7 separate regions of the Mus musculus genome follow, and all the other regions are linked to region 1. A link is a contact called in public Hi-C, HiChIP or PLAC-seq and promoter capture Hi-C data. All regions are on one chromosome and are shown on one strand. The core of a region is the stretch at or near the end of the contact, and the rest is flanking DNA. Distances in the headings are between cores, read along the strand shown. Region 1 holds the start of Grm4 (glutamate receptor, metabotropic 4). Region 2 holds the start of Ergic1 (endoplasmic reticulum-golgi intermediate compartment (ERGIC) 1). Region 3 holds the start of 1810013A23Rik (RIKEN cDNA 1810013A23 gene). Region 4 holds the start of Bnip1 (BCL2/adenovirus E1B interacting protein 1). Region 5 holds the start of Nkx2-5 (NK2 homeobox 5). Region 6 holds the start of Tcp11 (t-complex protein 11). Region 7 holds the start of Zbtb9 (zinc finger and BTB domain containing 9).

Region 1 (2,701 bases), core at 147-2,646:
CCCAGCTCAGCACAAACAACCACGCAGCGCCGGGTGCGGGGTGCGGGGGCGCAGCGCACAGTCAGGCCTCCACCTCGGCCCCGCCCCCGCGCGGGGAGGGGACACGGTTGCCCGCGGGCTCGGGGAAGCGACCCTGGAGCAGGGACCTCCCCCGCCACACGCGCGCTCACACAGAGCCCTTAGAGACGCTCGGTTCACCAGGGTTTCAGAGAGGGTTCGGTCCCAAGTGTCCAGAGAAAGCCTGACCTCAGGTCCCGGGGCTGCGGAGAGACCCCAGACCTGCAGCGCCACCGCAAACCACGGCGGCGGCTGCAGGCGGGAGGCGCTTCGGCTCCAGCCAGTGGCGAAGGTGGTGCCGGGGCTGGATGCGGTTCTCAGAGCAGGGAGCCTCAACACGGGGCTGGCGCTGCCCTCTGGCCGAGGACCACGGCGCAAAGGCGCACACCGCGCCCCGCGCCCCCACAGCCTAGCCTCTCCGCAGAGGGGACGCGCGGCTGTCACCGTCCCCATCGGGACCAACTCCACCTGTCATCAGTGCAGCCCCGTCACAGCCCCCATCCCACTTTCCCCCAGACCCGCAGACAACACTGCCCCATCCCTGAGGGGGCAGCGGAGGGGCGGCCCCAGCCCGGAGGGAAGCCCCTGTCCCTGGGTCCTGCGCCCTCCTCCTGGAACTAGGGAGAGCTCGCAGAGGCCACCTCCTCAAACGCCGGGGTCCCCGCCGCAGCCCGCGCTCCCGGAGGCCGGAGGGCATCGTCCCCTCCGCCCGTGCCCCTCGGGCCACAACTCACCGCGCATCGGCGAGGTGAACGCCACGGCTAGGGGTCGGCTGCGCCCGGGAAGTGCAGGGAGGCGGCGGCCAGCTCTTAGCTGCTCGCGGTGCCGGGAGCCCGGGCCGCGGCGGGTGGCGCTGACGCTGCGGACCAAACCGGGCGCCGAGCCGCCGGCGGTCCCGGGCGCGGCGGGGAGGAGCTGGCGGCCGCTTTGGCCGGAGCCTCGGAGCAACGAGCGGTGGCGCTCGGCTGCTGCTCCCGGGAAGCTGGAGCTGGGAGCGGCCGCCACGGTGCCCGTGCTGCTGCTGCTGCCGCTGCCGCCGCCGCCGCCGCCGCGGAGCCCGAGAGCGCGGGCGAGGCGGTGCGGGGCGCTGCGTGCGCCGAGGATCGGGGCTGGGGAGCGAGCGCAGCCGGCCGGGGTGCGGGCACCTGACGGCGGCGGCGGCGGCGAGGAGAAAATGGGAGCGTGCGAGCCTAGCACAGGGAGCCGAGCGGCGCGGGAGGGGCGCGAGCGCCGGGAGCGCGGGCCGAGGGCCGAGGGGGCCGCACGGCTCCCGGCGCCCACCGCCCTGCCGCACCGCACGCGCGAGCCCAGCCCGCAAGTTTGCGCCGCGAGTGCGGGGCGAGCGCACCACGCTTCCGCCGGCCTTTTAAAGAGCGAGAGCCCGGGTCCACCCCCACACACCCGCACCTCCACCTCCGGAAGCTGGGACTCGCCACCCCTCCACGCCCTCCCCGCCGGCGGCTCCCGCTCCCTCCGCACCCGGTTGTCGCCCGCTCCCGGAAGCCTCCCCTCTTACACTCCTCCTACCCACCCCCCAATCAGCCCCGTGAGCGCGCCATCTCACTACCCGGGCACCCCAAAGACGCGGCGAAGATCCCTCCTCACCCACACAAGTCGAGGGTCAGGGAACCCAGTTTCCCGTCGCACACCCTGCAAAGTACAGCAGAGCCTAGGGACCCTTAGGGGCGAGCCGTACCCACTCGGTGCGTCACTGGAACCCCCCACCCGCGGGGCCGCTTCTCATAGCCGCGCACACACGTGGCGTGTGCCCCCCTGCGGCATGCTCATTTGCACATTTCTGTCATAGCATGCCAAGGAAGGAAACTGAGGCCCAGAGACGTCAATCCACCTGCCCAGGTCTCACGATCTGTGGAGAGGAGCGCTTTTACCCTGAAGCACTAACACCCCAGAGCCCCCAAAATAGGGGAGCAATTTACACACACACACACCCGATCCACTGAACACGGTGTAACAGGTGGCCTGAACTAGCCCCAAGAAGAGTTCCTCAGCTCAAGAGGTTGGCAGCTCGCTGCCCCCTTCCCCTCGCGTGGGCTTTGATGATCCCGGAAGGGTGCCTTCGAGGCAGGCCTAGAGGAAGGCAGGGACAGACCACGCAATCCTTGAAGAGCTGCAAACAGGCCCAGACTGCAGAAGTGGCTTCCCCGGGAGCCCCAAGAAGTGGCGAGCCTCATCCTGGGTGCTACCGTGCTGGGGAGCCAGGGGAGTGGGTGGCTGCTAACAGCTGGAGAGGGGGCCAGGGCGCAGAGTGCCACCTGGTGTTCACTGTGCCCAGGCCTGAGACACTCCGCCATCCTGACTGCTAGACCCCCTGATTTCCAAAGAACCTAGAGGAATGCTTGGGAGAGTCCAGGACTAGCAAGGCCCGAGCTATCTCTGTCTGCTTCTCTCCCTGATCCCCTACCAATGCAGGCCTCCATCGCCAGCTCTCCAGACCATGAAGGCCAGCGCGGTGACTGTTCACCACCGTTCATGCAGTGCCTGGCCCCGGGCCTGGACCCCATTGAGCTTAGGAGTGTTTGGTGTATGAATAACTGTTGTCAAACTGTGTACTCTTGTTGTTGTCACATGGAATGACCCAAATACATGTCTCCTTTACCAAGTCGGCCCGCGGTTTCTGAGAGAA
Region 2 (2,701 bases), core at 79-2,578, 950 kb before region 1:
GGGTAAGTAGGTACTCAAGGTAAGAACCATGAAGCAGGGCCGGGCGTGGTGGCGCACGCCTTTAATCCCAGCAGAGGGAGGTGGATTTCTGAGTTCGAGGCCAGCCTGGTCTACAAAGTGAGTTCCAGGACAACCAGAGCTATACAGAGAAACCCTGTCTCAAAAAAACCAAACAAAAAAAAAAAAAAAAAAAAAAAAAAAAAAAAAAAAAAAAAAAAAAGAACCATGAAGCAGAAACTGAAGCAGAGACCTGTGGAGGATGGAAGGCTGCTAATGGGCTCCACTGCTCATATGCAGTAGCTTTCTGATCCCAGGATCCCATCCTAGGAATGTTGCTACCCATAGAGGGCTGGGCCTTCCTACATCATTACTTAGGAACTAAGAAAACTTTACACACATACAAGCCCTTAGGCTAATGTAGTGGAGCCATTTCTTCAATCTCTTCCAGGTATGTCAGATTGACAACTAAGACCAGCCAATCACAAAAAGTTTAGAGTTCAGCTGCCTCCTCCTCTAGCCCAGCAAGTTGAGGGAGGTTTTCCTCTGTACTTCTGTGTTTCTGAGAATGGAGGCTCCTAGGGGCAATCAGCGGTATGTTACCATTTCTAACCGTGCAAACTCAGAGCCTCTGGATAACCCTGCAAGTTCCTGACTTCAGGTTGGTAGATGCTCAACGAGTACTGGTTGGCATCAATCCCGAAGAAAGATGATAGAAGTGGCTAGCTAAGCCCAACTCTAACAGGTGGAGAAGCTGTCACTAGATGCCAGGCTGTTCACTAAAGCAGGGCCCCAACTACCTCCTTTGATACCTATGAAAAGTTGAAAAGTGGGATTAACAGTTATACAGATAGAGAAAGGGGTGGTGGTGGATCTCGGGAGCCAGATGGCTTTTCCTAAGAAGCAAGGGATGGGTGGGAGGTGGGTGGACTTTCTCAATCTAGGACTGCGTTGCCCATCCCCCAGTTTTAACCTTCACCCAGAACTAGCACCAAGCATGGACCCGCAATTTGTAGCATTTTTCTCTGATCTTCACAACGCAATGGCTTTGTTTTACAAGCACAAAACCCACTGCCTGAGGCAGAGCGATTTGTCCTGAGGCCCCACTTACGCTAGGAAAAAAGATCAGAGGCCAAAAAGAACCAAAGCGGGAGTCTTGGAGACCTGGGCTTGGGTAGCATCCCACTCTCGGGCCTTCCCATTCAGCGGGCCCTCGGGCCCCTTTAATGGGGCGGCGGAAGGGGCGGCCGGTGGATGTGGCGGCGCCCAATGGGCTGCGTGGAGCGTCACTTCCCGGCGGCGGGAGGCGAGTGGCGAGTGTCGGGCAGGCTGGCGGGGGCGGGGCGGCCGAGGAGGCGTTGGCAGCGGGCTCGGACCCACGCGGCGCTGCGGCCCGCCTGGCCTGCAACGCTCCCACCGGCTCGGCGGCACGATGCCCTTTGACTTCAGGAGGTGAGTGAGGCCCCGGGCCCGAGGCCCTCTGCAGCCGGCGACGACCACCCCCCACCCCCCGTTACGTGCAAATGCGACCCTGGTGCACTGTGCACGCCTCGGCAGGCCCTAGGGGACCGCGGCCTTCCTCGGGGTTCGAGCCCTACCCCCACCCCTCGTGCAGCCCTGGCAAGCCCTCGCACTCTGTTTTCCACGGCGCGGTGTCCCCAGCTTGCCCCTGACATCTTTCATTCCCCTCCCCCAACCTGGGAACCAAATCTCCTCCCAAATCCCAAATAAAAGGAGCTCAGGCATCCTCAGGCTTTCTCCCCAGTCTTCCCTAGTGGACCCTGTCCTGGCTGACAGGTGGGGCCGCGCGCCTGGCTTTGCCCGGTGGGATCTGAGGGCTGCAGCCCCATTCAATCTGGCAGCAGTTGGAGAAGCTTAGTTCTTCAGAGCCTGAGAATCCTCTACCTACCAGATGTGGAGGCCTGTTCCCGCAAGCCATGGGGACAGTGCGGGAAGAGGAGGATGCTGGGATCTCGAGGTTCTGCAGAAGGTTCTTTGCCTCCTGGAACACCATTGTATAGGGCCAGGCCTTCTGGAAGCCTGCATGGGAAGGGCCTCCCCACCAGACATTCCCTTGACATAAGACGCTCTGAGATGCTCTGGGCTGTTGGGATACTTTGGAGCAAAAGGATTAGAAGCCTGGCTGTACCTCTCTACCCAGCTGCTTAGTAGATTCTCAATGTTAGAAGCAAAGGCTTAGGGTGCAGCCCCTCACCGCTCAGCTGGCTAACCCCAGCAGGTGTCTGGGCATGCTCAAAATATTGGTTTCACCTCTTGCAAATTGGTACTAAAAATAAGGTCACCACCTGAAAGACAGGGATTGTAAGGCACCCCTGACCCAGTCTCCATCACATGGAACTCAGAAGTAGGGCATCTGTGACTGAGGAGATCTGTGAGCGCTCCCCACAGCCAGAGAACGGGTATTCCTCCATTGGTCACAGTTTCCCCTCATCCTCCCCCTCTTACTGATGTGTATAGAGGCAGAACAGAGTGACAACCAATCTAAAAACGGCCCAAGATTCGGATCATGTGGTGGCATATGGGCAACCTGGGGTCAGGGCCCAGAGAGGACATTGGTTTCAGACCTCTTAACCAGCCAAAGTGGTTTTTAGCTCACTCTGGGCACTGGTACTATCTGGCAAACCAGCTTCCTGCTTGCTTGAGGTAGCCCCGGGGTCCATACCTGGGCTTAGACAAAAGCATA
Region 3 (2,701 bases), core at 53-2,552, 760 kb after region 1:
TGGTCTCCTCACACAGCTGTTGGTGCCTGGGTCAGTGTGTTTACACATGCTCAGCACCCACGCCGGGCCAGGAAGTGACTCTACCTGAGGAGGACTCTGGCTGCTGTGCGTGCGTGCCTGCGGGAGCCTGCCCCTGGAGCCACATAAGAAAGGGCCTAAAGGACTGCAGGTTCCCAGCAGTCCCTGGCTGTCAGGATTTGGGAACAAGGAACAGAAATTTCCAGAAACCCTTCAATTTATAAATTATTCTGTGTCTTTCACACAGAATTTTAAAGGAATGTTTTCACTTTATGAATTTTAAAAGAAAAAAAACTGACTTTTCCTGCTTCCTTCATTTTTTGATGCCTGAGACAAAGGAGGGTCTCAGGCTCCAGATCTTCCCATATCTCTGTGCTGATAATGGCGTTTCAGGCACGGGGCCCCACACGCTCGTTTTAATTTAATTTTCTGATATGAAGTGTGAAGGCCTAAGTTCCATTTCCAGAGCCTGCACTAAAAGCTTGGCTGTGCACCTGCGAGCGCAGCACGGGGAGGTGGAGAGAGATGGGTCTCTGGGGCATACCGGCCAGCCTAGCCTGCTCACCAGCCTCCAGACCTGTGAGAAACCTTGTCTCAGAGGCGGGAGGTTGCTTTCCCTAGGAGGCCTGCCACCTGCAGGTTCAGGAAAGATCGTGGGTTCCCAGCCAGCCAGGACTATAGAATGGAAATCCCATTGTATAGAAGGCACCTAAAGGCCATGCCTTTAGTACCAGCAGAGGCCTGGAAGGACTGACCTCTGCGTGTGCGAGCCACTGGCGACCATCACTCCCATGTCATGAGTAATGGCAGTTAAGAAACGTTTTTTTTGTGAGCCGGGTGTGGTAGTGCACGCCTTTAATCCCAGCACTTGGGAGGCAGAGGCAGGCGGATTTCTGAGTTTGAGGCCAGCCTGGTCTACAAAGTGAGCTCCAGGACAGCCAGGACTACACAGAGAAACCCTGTCTCAAAAAACCAAAAAAAAAAAAAAAAAAAAAAAAAGAAAGAAGCGTTTTGTGATGAACCTTCAGAACCAGTATTCCTGGGTTTGGGACCACTCAACCCTGCTGCCTCTTCGCATGACTGTAACAGCACTTCCGGACCCGAGGCTGCGTGAGATTGAGCTCCCAGGCCAGGCCACTCTGCTCATGAGCCAAGCTTACTTGTGTTTGGGGACAGTCTTGCCTTGTCCCTGTGCCAGTCCTACCTCTGATGTGGTTGGCCAGCACTAAGGTCACTCCAGTACAGGGCTCCCAGGACACCACACCCTGTGTTTCCCAGCGCCCTGTGCACCTGGCAGTCTCAGGTAGAAAGCAGGCCCTCCGCTGGGCTAGCTGCAGGCCCCCTGCCTGCTCTCAGCCTCTTTTAGAGGGAAGGCTGTGTCCAAGGTATCCTGCAGGCACCCTTCCAACCCCCACCTACTCCCTCGGGGACGTGCAGGCTGTAAGGAGCAGACTGTGAGCCATGGTAAGGTCAGTGCCTAGGGTTCCCAAGCTGGCCTGTGAATCCCAGGTAGATAAGGAAGGCCCTGCCTCGATCTGGACTCCTGGGGAAGAGAGAAGCAGGAAGCTTCAGTGGGGAAAGGTGCGGAAGGCCTTGCCAAGCAGGTTATGGTGGGTGGGGAGCTACCACCTGCTGTAGCCCCAGGATTTGGGTGGAGACTGTGGTAGAGGCCTCCAGAAAAGAGGGCTGGGCAGCTGAGTGCCGAGTGGCCCGGGACTGGCTGAGTGGCCTCTGCTGCGGCGGCCCACAGCCAGCCCACAGACCTGTCTCTATCCAGTTTGCAGCATCCGCATCCTCAAGGAAGCCGCTCCTGAGCCCTGGGTGAGTAGAGAGGACTCTGTCCCTAGCACTCCTCGGTGTCCTCCAGAGCATTTATTGTTGAGAAGTCGGTGGCTAGGGCTGAATCAGTTTGTTGTCTTTCCTGTCTGGGCCACCTTGTCCTCTGCCTATTGCCACAGCACCAAGACAGTCAGCTCTCTGGGCGTTCCGAGTGCCTGTTCTGTGCTGTCCTCCCTCTTCGGCCTCCCGGGAAGCTCATGAGTTGGAGGCCAAGGCCGGAGAGTCCTGGCAAGGAACAGGTTGCTCTGTGCAGGCTGGGGAAAGTGCTGGGATGTCTTCCCCTGGCTCATGGCCACCTCAGAGCCTGCATTTCAGCACTCCTGAATGAACCAGTGTTTACAGGTTGTCCCTGTCACCAGTGTAACATCTGGTGCACAGAGGCATGTGTCCTCGGCATTCTGTGTCGAGCCGGTTCCTTGCTTGTGAGGTGAAGGAGCCCAGTGTGACCTGAGTGTGTGAGGTGTACTGTCCTGTTAATGTGGTGTGCAGGTGTCACCCCTGTAGCCTGCTTCCGGCGTTATTTCTCTGTCACATCCGCAGACCCCCTCCTGAGTGAGCGTGCAGGCTGCCAAGGGAATCTGGGGGATCCTAGCGGGTAGATCTGTGGAGGGCATGGTTGGGCTCCCATCTCTAGAGTGCTCTACTAGGGCAGGGAGAGCCCATCTGCTCCGCTGCCTCTCCACTCAACCGCTTTGTCCCTTTTCTCAGGGACCAGGAAAGCCTTGGGGACTTCCTGCTTTCCAGAGCTGAGTGAAGCAGCCCTTATCTGGAACTCGAAAGCCCCAGGAGGTGTGTGCTCAGAAGCAAACAGAGGCTGACCTGAGGCTTCCTTACGTCAGCACCC
Region 4 (2,701 bases), core at 94-2,593, 730 kb before region 1:
ACACCCAGATAAAAAGGATATAGGAAAGCTTGTGTGGAGCTAAAATGCATGTCTAGTAGCTGCGGTGTTAATCAGTGCCTGTAATTCCAGCAGTTCTAGGTCATCCTTGGCTACATAGGTAGCTGGGAACCAGCTTGGGCTCTGTGAGACCCTGCCTCAGAAAAGCAAAGAAAATACTTAGGGCCTTTCACCTGTCCCGTGTGTTCTGTCATCGTCCTCCACCCCCTCTTCCTTCCACTTCTATAGCCTAACAAATCAAGTGCAGCTGCTGGGCAGAAGCATTTCATAGAAAATGGCCGCACGTAGGGAAGTAACTCCCAGAGTGTTTCTTAACAGTACATGTATAGCAACTAGTGAGCACTGAGTTCAATGCTACATTATCAACACCTCATTCCATCCTCTAGGTGACCTAACTTAGGAGTGATGCTACTGAGGAAACTGATTACAAGCCTGGAATCCAGGCCTTTGATACTTGCAGCCAGCTACTGAGCACCTTTTAGGAAGTGGGTGGTACAGGGTGCTTTGGGACAGGTAGGCGTGGAGACTGGGGGCTGTGTGTGCAGTTTGAGAAAAACATTTTAAAAAGAGGGAACCCATATCCAAGACGACAGAGCCTGGAGAATCCCGGAGGGTGGGGGAAAAGTGTCCAGTGGTGTTGAGGGCTTAAGAAATAATAATTTTAAAAAACACTACCCTTCTTTGAGGTTTGCACTGACATTGTTTCTATCACACCACACAGTCAGAACTACTCCTATGAGATACTTGGAATCCAATTCTACACAAAGGGCAGGACCAGAGCCATAGAAATGTGTAAGGACAACAATGCAGGATCATGGTTGTACTAATGGAGGTGCCCCAGTGACCTGTATTTAAGTCTGCACCTTTACAAGTTTTGTGTCTTCCTCCATAATGCATACCTACTGTATACATTTTGCTTTAAATTTTAAAGAAAAAAAATGTAACTTTGGTGACATCCGAATTGATCCTTTTTTTTTTTCCATCCAAAAGGTCACTAGAATAGCGGGTTGTTGTTGTATCTCTAGTACTGGGAACAAACCTGAAGGCCATGTGGCATGCCAGCCTATCATCACCTGAGTTGTATTTTCCCCTCCCCCCCACCCCAACTCTAATGGTTCTTCATAATCACATTCCACTTTTCCGTTTAGTAGGAGCAGACCAGAGAAGCTGTGCGTGTTCTACGTGACAAGAAAAGTTTCAGGTCTGGACTCTTGACCTGGTTTGATCCACACGGGGTCTCCCGCAGCATCACATTTGAAGAAGTACGGAAAGGCGGGCAGGAGCCACGTGAACGCGTTCAAGCTTGGCTGCTGCCGCTCGCCGTAGCCGCATTTCCAACATGGCGGCTCCCCAGGATGTCCACGTCCGGATCTGTAACCAAGAGATTGTCAAATTCGACCTAGAGGTGAAGGCGCTTATCCAGGTACAAATTCTTAGGCTCCTGTCCGGCTCTCGATGGCCGCCTTGACATCTTCCAGAATATTCGCGCCTGGTCCGGTTCCAGGATGGCTCCTAAGGCACCATTCGGTCGGTTCCCCGAGATCACTGACCTTCAGGCTTTTCTTTTGTGAACTGTTGGTTTGCCCACCCCTGAGTTACCCTAACACGCCGCTCCCTTTCCTTGGACTGCAGCCGTGCTGGGCTAGCCCGCCCACCCGCATTCTCGGCTGTAGCCCCGCCCCACCCCTCGCCCTGCTCGCCTCCCACGCCCACTTCCCTAAGTTAGGGACCCTGAGGCACCCAAAGCCACCTGGCCCGACAGTCCCTGCCCGAAGCTAACTAAGTTAACCTGGGACGTGGTTGTAATTTTTTGAACAAAGAATTCAAATATTGTGCAAGATCCTGGGTCAGAAGGCAGGCAGTGCCAGTATTAGGACCTGGATGGGGAAAGCCAGCCTAGGAAAATCATTTTAGAGCTTCCCTACCCGGAAACAGACTGGAAAATGAGGCGCTTATCTGGAAGCAGGTCTTAAGTAGGAGACAGTAGTGCAGGAACACAAGCAAGAACAGGGAATGTAGAAATGGCTCCAGAGTTTGGCAAAAAGAACCCAACCGGCTCAGAATACAAGCTGTGACAGCAAATAAGGAAAGGGTAGGGGTGTGACTCCGCTGGTGAGGACTTTGCCCAGCACTGGGTTCGCCATCCCCAGTGCTGCATAAATGGGCTGTGCCTAGCTGTTGGGGTAAGCTTGGCTTTACTAGCCCCTATAAAAAGGAGCATGGAGAGTAGTGCTCTCTGGTAAGCCAGATGTACACTCTGCCACATTAGCAGTTTATCCTGTGCTGTGAGGAAGTGTTGATTTTGTGAGTAAGCTAGAGAACAGGTAAAGAAACGCCGCAAACTTTACTCCTGAGATGTGCAAACAAAAAAAATGGGCCAATTCTAGAAAAATAAACAAGATTTATACAAGTGAGATTACCAGAGGCTGGGGGTAAATTTAGCTCAGAGTAGAGTTAAAGTTTAGCCATGTGCAAGGCTCTAGTTTCAGTCCTCAGAATGCACATGTAAATACATATACATACATAACACAGAGTTGCTAGGGTAGTGGCTCTAGCACTTGGGAGGCATAAGCAGGACCATCATGCATTTGAGGCCAGCCTGTACTACATAGAGTCTTCAAAAAAACAAAACAAAAAAACCCTTATATCCAAAATTTGAAAAGTTGGGTTTTCATATTATATC
Region 5 (2,701 bases), core at 104-2,603, 670 kb before region 1:
CCATTGGGCCTCTCTGGCTTTACTCAGCACAGGATCTGGGCCTGGGACTTCCCTGCTCCTTCTGTGAGCTGGCCAGGAGCCCCTCTCCCTACTCTGAGATATTTGGTATTCGGCCACCTTCGGAAGCCTGCTCTTCACTTCTCAGTGTCTTTATTCGTTCCGTATTTCCCAACAGTTCCCAGAAAGGAATTTCTGCCTGATCCTGCCTGGAGATTGTACTAGAAAAACAAAGCCAACCCCAGCTCCTGGGATCCGCAGCATCGCATCTCAAAATCACAACCCGGTCCCCAGACTCCTCTCTTTTGGCACAAAGGAGGCAAGGCCCAGAAAGGCAGGGTGGGCTACACAAGGCCCAGGATACACGGGGCTAAGCTTTCGGTTTAGCAGTTCTCAGTGTCTCAAAGTACCCCCAAATCTGGAAGAGATTTTAACTCTCCAGTACGAAGATTTGTTCTAACGCGGATTGTTAGATAGCTTAACTTTGTAACAGATCCAAGAACAAGGCCCTAACCTACTGGGGTTTTGTAGGCCGAAAACAACATTTTAATCTTCTCTCTCTCTCTCTCTCTCTCTCTCACTCTCACTCTCTCACTCTCTCCCTCTCTCTCTCTCCCTTCTTTTTTCCTGACCCTCTAAATTCGGCGTTCCCTCTAAACTTCGGACTGACTGCGGGACAGCCTGGAATCTTATACTCCAAACTCCCCGCGCCCAGCCTTCACCCCGGACTGAGCTACTGTCAGGCCTGGGTTTCTTGGCTCAGGGTTTTGGACATGAAAGCGATTCCAGAAGGGAAGAGCTTGAGGTTCTCCTTACCTTTTTTATCCGCCCGAGGGTCTTTGGCTGGGTCAGGGTCACCGTAGGCTCCCGGGTAAAATGTGGGGGCGGCTGGGAAAGCAGGAGAGCACTTGGGGGGCGAAGGCGCGGGGCCCATCTCCGCGCGCAGCTCTGCCAGGCCGGACGCTGCCGCCTCGGGGCCAGAGTAGGCCTCGGGCTTGAAGGCGGCCAGCATGCAGGAGGCAGGGGCCAGGGTGGCCTCGAGGCGCGCAGACAGGTCCCCAGACGCCAGGCTACGCTGCTGCTGCTCCAGGTTCAGGATGTCTTTGACTGAGAAAGGCGTGGGTGTGAGCGCAGGGCTGGGGAACATGGTGGCGACGCAGGTTTCACAGCGCCAGGTGGGTAGCAGAGAGTGGTGCTGCCCACCCCTGGGGACAGCCTCCCCGCATGGTGCCCGCCGCCCGCCCGCGCACCCGCCTCTCTGCCCTGGATGTGGCGCGCGGCAGCAGGTAGCGCGGAGCACCAGGGGCAGAAGAGGCGGGAGCAGGCTGGAGTAGGGGGGATTCAGCCTGCCATTGGGCCAGGGGCCTGGATGACAGGAGCGACGGGCAGTTCTGCGTCACCTAATATAGACATAGGGATGGGAAAAAAAAATCCTGCTCAGCTTTTTTTAAAGGGGCCGCGACACATTTGGGATAGTCTCCCACTCCTGCAAGGAGATTGCTCCTCGTTAGCCTGAAAATCCCAGCCAGACACACTCAAAGAAAATACCTGATTCTGTTATGCTGAGTCTAAACGCAGGGTTGGGGGTGGGTCGAGGATTTGAATAAATATTCTTTGCACTGTGTCCTGTATCACTAAATGGGCTGGTGAGGATGGATTGAAAGCCAGAAGAGGGGGGTTATTTTCAGGGATCAAGACTATGACTACAATATTGTTTACTGAAGTCTGCCTAAGAGTAGCCTGCATAGAAAGAGAATCACAGAGAAGACAGTTGTTCTGGGACGAACACTGAGTTTAACACATGAGTTTAAGAATTGGATTGGGGAGCGGTAGTTAATTTGACCTACAGGACCAAATTCAACCCAGGAACCCAGAGGGGCCCCAAGGGGTTCTGAGCTGAATGGAAAGGTGAAGTGGCTAATTGTGGGGTGGGAGTGGCCACCTGCTTCAGACTAAGCGGTGGGGCCAGGCACCTCTCCAGAGAGAAGGAAGCATTGTTGGGGAATTGACTCTTCCTGGAGGAGAGCTGCCTTCTGGGTTGTCTGCCTGGATTCTCCTGAAGCCCAAGCTGCTTCATTTTTCACCCTCCTAGGCCACCACAAAAGTCCCAGACCCTTTCTAGCCCGATCCTCCAGGGCCTTCCTGGGCTTCTACTCCACGGGGCAGAGGACAGATCAGGCAGGTGGAGGGACATTTTCAGTCCAGTGCTGCTTCTGTCTGAAAACTGTCAGGGTTTAAGGAACCCAGGTTCTGTACTAAGACAACTGTCTGGATCTAAGGAACACTTGGGCCCTCCCAGACCCAACAGAGTGGGACTTTTTCCTGCTGTAATCTCAAAAAGAGAAGGCACATCGATTCCAGGCAAAACCTCCCCCACCGAAGGTATATGGTAAGGCTAACCTCTGGGAGAGCTTGGGCTCACCACACCGATTTGCAAAGGGGATGTGCCCTTGAAAATTCATGTGGTGAGGGTCCATCACCTGTTTTCGGATATAAGGATTCCCAGAGTGAACAGATCTGTGAGTCAGAAGGCACACAGATATGAAGGACGAGTTGGCCACCAGAGGAGAGGCTTTTGGAATAGAAACGGAGTGTGAGTGTAGGGTCAAAGGTTAGCTAAACAAGTCACTCTTAAGTCATGAACCCAAAGTCCAGAGATCAAAACTTTTGTGAGTGCAGAGTGTGAACTGTCCCTCCTGGCAGG
Region 6 (2,701 bases), core at 104-2,603, 570 kb after region 1:
ATCCCAGCCGAAATGGCTGGCATGACACAATCAGATCCGTAAACAAATCCGAGGTGAAAGGAAACCTTCAAAGCTACAGCCACTCCTCAAGAAACTCTCCAACTGCAAGAAGCAGCCAGTTCCGCCCAGAGCACTCCGGAACAAGGAGGGCTTAAAGAGTAGAGATTTAAGTGTGGCTACAATTCTTAAAAATTCAGATTGCCCCCCTAAAAAAAGAAAACTGCAACACAACAAAGCCAACGTGTTATACACAGTTCCAAATTTTTACAAAAGGAATTTGATTGTATACTCAGGAGTCACTGTACCTATGGATGCAACAGCCATTGTAAGAACTGTTTCCAAACCAGCAGCACCAGCACGCCCTGACCTTGAACCCCACAGGCCAGGTTCCTATTTGGATACACAACCCCAGCCCGAACCCAACCCACCCCACCCCACCCCTCCGGGTACACCTGGATCTTGTCTCAAGTCACAGCGTTAAGCAGCAGCGACCCCGCGTGGCCACAGAGGAGAGACTAACTGTCCAGCGTCACAGGAAATCCATGGCAACGCTTGTGCGGGAGCATTTGAAACGAGGGGGAGGGAGGTCCGGACCTGCAGTCCCCGCACTTGGGGGACCCTGCCTCAAGCAGATACCTAGCCTGTGCGAGCTCGGGGTCCCGCCGAGGTGGCCCTTTCCCGGGGATGGCGGAAGCGGTGCCCCACGCGTGACCGAGGGGAGCTTCGCTCGGGCGGAGGGCTGGGGACACCGGGAGGTCGGGCCAGTCCGCAGTCCTCCGTGGCCCACGGGACCTCGTGGCGCCGTCTTTACCCCGCGCCCCTGCGCGGACCCTGGGGTGAGGGCGGCCGTGCTCGGGCGACGGTTGAACCTACACGATCGGTGCCCCTGGGCGCTGCTCGCGCTCTCCCGGGTGTTTCCCCCGCGGGATTCACGGGAGGCGCTCTCTGCCGCGCCGGGCTCCTTCCGGGCCGCCCTCTCTTTCACGTCTGGCATCCTGGTGATGGTGGTGGTGGTGGTATCTGTGTGGTGACAAATGTTGGGGGCTCGTCAGGGCCAGGGGGGACCAGAGCTGGCGCAGGAAGAAACTGAGGCCGCAGCCCCGACGGACGCCCCTCCCCTTACCCCTCTCCATCCCTCACCACCCCTTGTCTCTCCCTCTCAGTATGCCTCTTCCCCTCACCTCCTCTTCCCCTCTCCCTTCCCCTCTTTCATCCCTTCCCCTCCGTGGCTCACCTCCGCCCTCCCCCTCCACTTTCTCCCTCCCCTTCCCTCTCTCCACTCAGCTCACTTCCTTCTCTGCCGGCCCGCCCGCTCTGGCTGGCTGGGCGGCACGGGGTGCGGGTGGGCTAAACCACTTGGGGGGATGAGGCAGGGGCGGCGTGGCTGGGTGGAGCCACTGAGCCCCACGTCGATGCTGTCACACACTCCACATCCCCACCCTGCGAACTGAGCAGGAGTGGGAACGCCCGGTGTTGCCAAACAAACAGCTTAGGTGTCCTGGCAACGAGGCGCGAGGCGCGTGGCAGCCCTCCCCACCAGCATCGCGACCCGCCACCGACCATCTGCCGCCACCTTGGGTGAGACCGAGACTGGGGCAGGACGGTCATCCCTATTGATTCCAAGTGTCAGGATCTGGGGCTTAGGGGTAGCCTGCAGAGCATGCACAGGGGTGCTAGCCTCGAACTGCTGACCCTACAGCCTCTGCCTGAGTGCTGGGGTCACCCGTGTGAGCCACCACCAAGGGTTCATGTAGTGCTGGGCATGGAAGGGACCTCATAGGCTGAGCTCCATTTCCAGATTCTTAAAAAAAATGGAGGGTGAGGCCTGGAGAGATGGCTCAGCTGTTAGGACCACTGGCTTTCTTCCAGAGGACCAGGGTTCGATTCCCAGCACCAACATGATGGATCTCGGCCATCTGCCACTCCAGTTCCTCGGGATCATACTTCCTATATTTACATATATTTACATACACGCAGGCAAAATACCCATACATATAAAATTGTCTTGTTTTACATATAACATTCTCTTGTGTTTTTTGCTTTTTTCCCAAGACAAAGAAAGTTTCTCTATGCTGCCCCAGCAGTCAGGGAACTCTTCTGTAGACCAGGCTGGCCTCAAACTCAGATCTTCCTGCCTCTGCAGGGATTAAAGTCTTTTAAATACCCACGCCTTGGGTTTGGGGAGAGAACATGGAGAGGGTGTTTTTCCCTCATATTCTTTCTGGCCTCTTAATTACTCTGACTTGAAGTCATCATAAAACCTATGCAAATGCATCCCATCCATGCAGTACCCCAGGCGTTCAGAAGAGGGCGTGCGATCCCCCGGAAATGGCTGTACCGCCTGATGCCGCTGCTTTGCTTGCCAATCCCTGACTTTGGAAAACCTGAAAGTAACGGTGCAGGCCTGTCACCCTAGCTACTGGGGAGACTGAGGCAAGAGGACAGACTGGCCAAGGCCTGCTTGGACTACACAGTTCCAGGACAGACGAAGCAACTAAAGTTTAAAGACAAAACAAAGCCAGATAATGGGTGCAACTTAGTAACAAAATGCCGGCCATGTTTGAGGGCCCAGGTTCAGTTCCAATACTGCAAGGTAGGATTTACTGAAAAGAATTTAAGGTTGTAGCTTGGTTGGTATCCCTGGGTTCAATTCTCACCGACCACCTAAACTATCTCCAGCACATACTAAGCTTCCTTCCTC
Region 7 (2,701 bases), core at 70-2,569, 540 kb before region 1:
CTCTTCACTCCTTGCGTTTGGTATTGAGAATTCTTCCCAGACTCCAGACTCGATCTTTCTTTTGTATGGACAGCTCTCCTTCGGTCTAACCCTCTACATACACCCACCCAGCCGGGGCCAAATTTATACTTATATAAAAGTTGTAAATATGTGAAATTTTATCCCATGCCCTTTCCTCTGCTTTCCCCATCAGGCCTTACCCTTGAACCTCCTCCCTCCTCTTTGGCTGTTGTAATTATCTGGGGTTTGTACTGTACATAATTGGGGAGGGGGGCTGGGAGGCGACCCCTCTGTACAGAGCTTCCTGGCTCCCTAGCCCCACCCCTCACTTCCCTCCCCACCCACCACCTTAAGAGTAGGGAGAAGATCTTCTTACTCTTTTTTTTTTTTTTTTTTTTTGCTGTTTGTTTACTCGTTCTCCTTCCTGCCCCTGCTCCCAGACTCTTGGTCCCCCACCACTGCCCCCCCTTTTCTCCCACTCCCAGGCCCATTTCCTTTTTTTTTTTTTCTTTTCTTTTCTGGAGTGTGTGGTGAAACAGAAAAATCATGTTTAATAAACGGAGATTGTTCTTTTATCACTGGGCTGACTTTTATTTATTTTTGGATTTTCAAGACAGAGAGTCTCCTTGTGTGGCTCTGGCTGGCCTGGAACTCTGTAGACCAGGGTGGCCTTGATTGAACTCAAGAGATCTGCCTGCCCCTGCCTCCAAAGTGCTGGGACTAAGTGCTGCCTCCCCCGGCGTTGGGCCGACTTTTTAGCCCGGGGTCTCCAGAACGACCTGAAGGGTGACAGGGACTACTTTTGGAAAGAACAGTCCTCTTACATTACACACTATACCACCCAGTCAGGAGAACAATATATACCGCAGGGTCTTCCTGGTGAAACTCACACTCCCGCTCTCTCTCCGCCGCAGCACTGGACTCGCTTTAGCGCCCCAAAGACTCCAAGTGCAGGGTCTGTGCAAGACCCTCTTGACTTAGGGCTTAATTGTGAGGACGCTCCTCTGCGAAATGGAGGAAAGGACCCAGGTCCTCAGCAAGCGTGCGCTCCAGACTTCAGACCCGGTTGTCCCGCGTGCACGCGGAGGGCAGCAGCACCTACCTCGCGCGGCGGGACGAGGGAAGCAAGCCTTACTGCGGAGCCCGTGGCTCCCCTCACTGCTACTCCAGAACTGAGGGAACCGCCTTCCACTTCCGCCGCCCTCCCCAAGCCCCGGCCCTCCGTCCGCACAGCCAATGAGGAGACGGCTTGTAGGCTGCCGCTCTCCCATTGGCTGCAGAACTGGTCCCGCCCTCCGTGCCTGGCCGCATTGGCGTCCGGCGGAACTGCGGTAGCTTCCGGCCGGCCAGGCGCACTGGCGGTTGAGGTGCTCCGACGCGGTCGCGCGTGCGGTGGGGGCGTGTCGGTGGGACGTCGCGGGGCCGGAGCTCACTGAGCCGGCCGGAGCGAGCACGGTGAGGAGGGGCGAGCGGTGGCGGAGGGCGACCGGAGCCGGCGAGGTGGGGCGCCATCCCTTCCCTCCTTAGCTTCCGCTGGGCCTGGAGGTGTAAACCCTGGTGTTTTGTTGGGTTTCCTGGTGGGCGGAACTAATATACAGAAGCTTGTCACCGAAGAGTTTTCAAGGGTCGGTGGCGAGCGGCTTGAGACAGGTCTCATACCCCGAACTTGTGTGACCCCAGTCTCTTTCCTCCGCAGCCTTCACCCCGTATAGAACCCTGCACTGCCCGACTCCCCGGGATTTATTTCTCTTCCCGAGGTAGCCATGGATGCTTCGACTCCTTTGCCTCCCGCATCCTCATCTCCGAGATGCAACCCAGCCCCACAGACAATCCACATTGAGTTCCCTCATCATAGCTCTTCGCTGCTGGAATCCCTGAACCGCCACAGGCTGGAGGGAAAGTTCTGTGATGTGTCCCTCCTGGTTCAGGGCAGGGAACTTAGGGCTCACAAAGCAGTGTTGGCTGCTGCCTCTCCTTACTTCCATGACAAGCTGCTTTTGGGGGATGCGCCCCGACTGACTTTACCGAATGTCATCGAGGCCGATGCGTTCGAGGGACTGCTTCAGCTCATTTATTCAGGAAGCCTCCACCTGCCGCTGGATGCCCTCCCTGCCCATCTCCTTGTAGCCAGCGGCCTTCAGATGTGGCAAGTGGTAGATCGGTGCTCAGAGATTCTTCGAGAACTAGAAACGTCTGGTGGGATTTCAGCCGGTGGAAGAGCCTCCAGCCTCACACTTATTTCCACAACATCTTCAGGAGGCTGGTGCATTCGCTCTTCCCCTTTCCAGAACCCAGTACGCTCCTCTGCTTCTACAGAGAATTCTGTTCTCCCTGAGAGCCCCGCTGGAGGGGAGGGGAGTGAACTAGAAGGAATGTTACAGATTCAGGTGAAAGTAGAGGAGGAAGAGGAGCAGGGGTCAGCAGCTCCACTCTTTCAGACTCCTCAGCCGGAGAGAGTGTCGGGAGGGGTTTCCCAAGCTTGTGGATCCCACCCATTGCCTACACCTGCTCTTCCCAGCAAGCCTTCAGAGGATGAGAGCTCAACAGTAGATCCTCCTGCCCCTCCTGTACAAGCTTCCCAAATCTTATATGTGAATCAGGAAAACGTTGAGTGTAAGGAGGAGATAGCAAGAGGCACAAAGGAAAAGACCAAAGTACTATCTGGAGAGGACTCTGAGGAGAAGGAGGAGCTGAGATACTT

Evidence for each region. Promoter capture Hi-C pulls out the DNA fragments that hold promoters and counts their contacts. Hi-C and Micro-C count contacts between places; a contact is called where the count stands out from the background. HiChIP or PLAC-seq counts read pairs in DNA pulled down with a chosen protein or histone mark.
Region 2: an H3K4me3 HiChIP or PLAC-seq map of embryonic forebrain shows a contact between it and region 1, with 6 times the contacts expected there. The contact joins the promoter of Ergic1 here to the promoter of Grm4 in region 1. A contact is called at or near these places in 1 of 39 promoter capture datasets (hippocampal neurons) and 2 of 115 datasets of contacts at active chromatin or transcription factors (the NIH/3T3 cell line and embryonic forebrain).
Region 3: a promoter capture Hi-C map of pre-B cells shows a contact between it and region 1, with 2.5 times the contacts expected there. The contact joins the promoter of 1810013A23Rik here to the promoter of Grm4 in region 1. A contact is called at or near these places in 1 of 39 promoter capture datasets (pre-B cells) and 1 of 115 datasets of contacts at active chromatin or transcription factors (pancreatic cancer cells).
Region 4: a promoter capture Hi-C map of stem cell-derived epiblast-like cells shows a contact between it and region 1, with 3 times the contacts expected there. The contact joins the promoter of Bnip1 here to the promoter of Grm4 in region 1. A contact is called at or near these places in 4 of 39 promoter capture datasets (the C10 cell line, hippocampal neurons, pre-B cells and 1 more) and 1 of 484 Hi-C or Micro-C datasets (cortical neurons).
Region 5: a contact with region 1 is called in a Hi-C map of embryonic stem cells, with 5 times the contacts expected there. The contact joins the promoter of Nkx2-5 here to the promoter of Grm4 in region 1. A contact is called at or near these places in 8 of 39 promoter capture datasets (the C10 cell line, embryonic stem cells, hippocampal neurons and 2 more), 15 of 484 Hi-C or Micro-C datasets (embryonic stem cells and stem cell-derived epiblast-like cells) and 4 of 115 datasets of contacts at active chromatin or transcription factors (embryonic forebrain and embryonic stem cells).
Region 6: a promoter capture Hi-C map of stem cell-derived epiblast-like cells shows a contact between it and region 1, with 3 times the contacts expected there. The contact joins the promoter of Tcp11 here to the promoter of Grm4 in region 1. A contact is called at or near these places in 3 of 39 promoter capture datasets (embryonic stem cells, hippocampal neurons and stem cell-derived epiblast-like cells), 1 of 484 Hi-C or Micro-C datasets (the N1E-115 cell line) and 1 of 115 datasets of contacts at active chromatin or transcription factors (embryonic stem cells).
Region 7: a promoter capture Hi-C map of hippocampal neurons shows a contact between it and region 1, with 10 times the contacts expected there. The contact joins the promoter of Zbtb9 here to the promoter of Grm4 in region 1. A contact is called at or near these places in 11 of 39 promoter capture datasets (the 3T3-L1 cell line, 3T3-L1-derived adipocytes, the C10 cell line and 7 more), 1 of 15 datasets of contacts at CTCF or cohesin (pro-B cells), 3 of 484 Hi-C or Micro-C datasets (the G1E-ER4 cell line and cortical neurons), 10 of 115 datasets of contacts at active chromatin or transcription factors (SST interneurons, craniofacial prominence, embryonic basal ganglia and 6 more) and 2 of 9 other capture datasets (adipose tissue and embryonic stem cells).

The regions. Positions count from the first base shown.
Region 1 is chr17:27,512,001-27,514,701 of GRCm38.p6, forward strand. It overlaps Grm4 (glutamate receptor, metabotropic 4), which reads right to left and starts at 1,397. Exons shown (of 11, transcript NM_001291045.2): 1 at 792-1,397.
Region 2 is chr17:26,560,184-26,562,884 of GRCm38.p6, forward strand. It overlaps Ergic1 (endoplasmic reticulum-golgi intermediate compartment (ERGIC) 1), which reads left to right and starts at 1,329. Exons shown (of 10, transcript NM_026170.3): 1 at 1,329-1,449. The coding sequence starts at 1,430. It overlaps 1700049J03Rik (a long non-coding RNA gene), which reads right to left. Exons shown (of 4, transcript XR_001782188.2): 1 at 1,907-2,701.
Region 3 is chr17:28,270,406-28,273,106 of GRCm38.p6, forward strand. It overlaps 1810013A23Rik (RIKEN cDNA 1810013A23 gene), which reads left to right and starts at 1,303. Exons shown (of 3, transcript NR_045427.1): 1 at 1,303-1,482; 2 at 1,796-1,839; 3 at 2,566-2,701. All of the region lies in intron 2 of Ppard (peroxisome proliferator activator receptor delta), which reads left to right.
Region 4 is chr17:26,779,736-26,782,436 of GRCm38.p6, forward strand. Bnip1 (BCL2/adenovirus E1B interacting protein 1) reads left to right here and starts at 1,344. Exons shown (of 6, transcript NM_172149.5): 1 at 1,344-1,441. The coding sequence starts at 1,358.
Region 5 is chr17:26,840,212-26,842,912 of GRCm38.p6, forward strand. Nkx2-5 (NK2 homeobox 5) reads right to left here and starts at 1,354. Exons shown (of 2, transcript NM_008700.2): 1 at 814-1,354. The coding sequence starts at 1,144.
Region 6 is chr17:28,079,286-28,081,986 of GRCm38.p6, forward strand. Tcp11 (t-complex protein 11) reads right to left here and starts at 1,354. Exons shown (of 10, transcript NM_001085555.1): 1 at 1,290-1,354; 2 at 874-1,020. The coding sequence starts at 994.
Region 7 is chr17:26,971,860-26,974,560 of GRCm38.p6, forward strand. It overlaps Zbtb9 (zinc finger and BTB domain containing 9), which reads left to right and starts at 1,320. Exons shown (of 2, transcript NM_001005916.2): 1 at 1,320-1,455; 2 at 1,697-2,701. The coding sequence starts at 1,764. Syngap1 (synaptic Ras GTPase activating protein 1 homolog (rat)) reads left to right here. Exons shown (of 19, transcript NM_001281491.2): 19 at 1-575.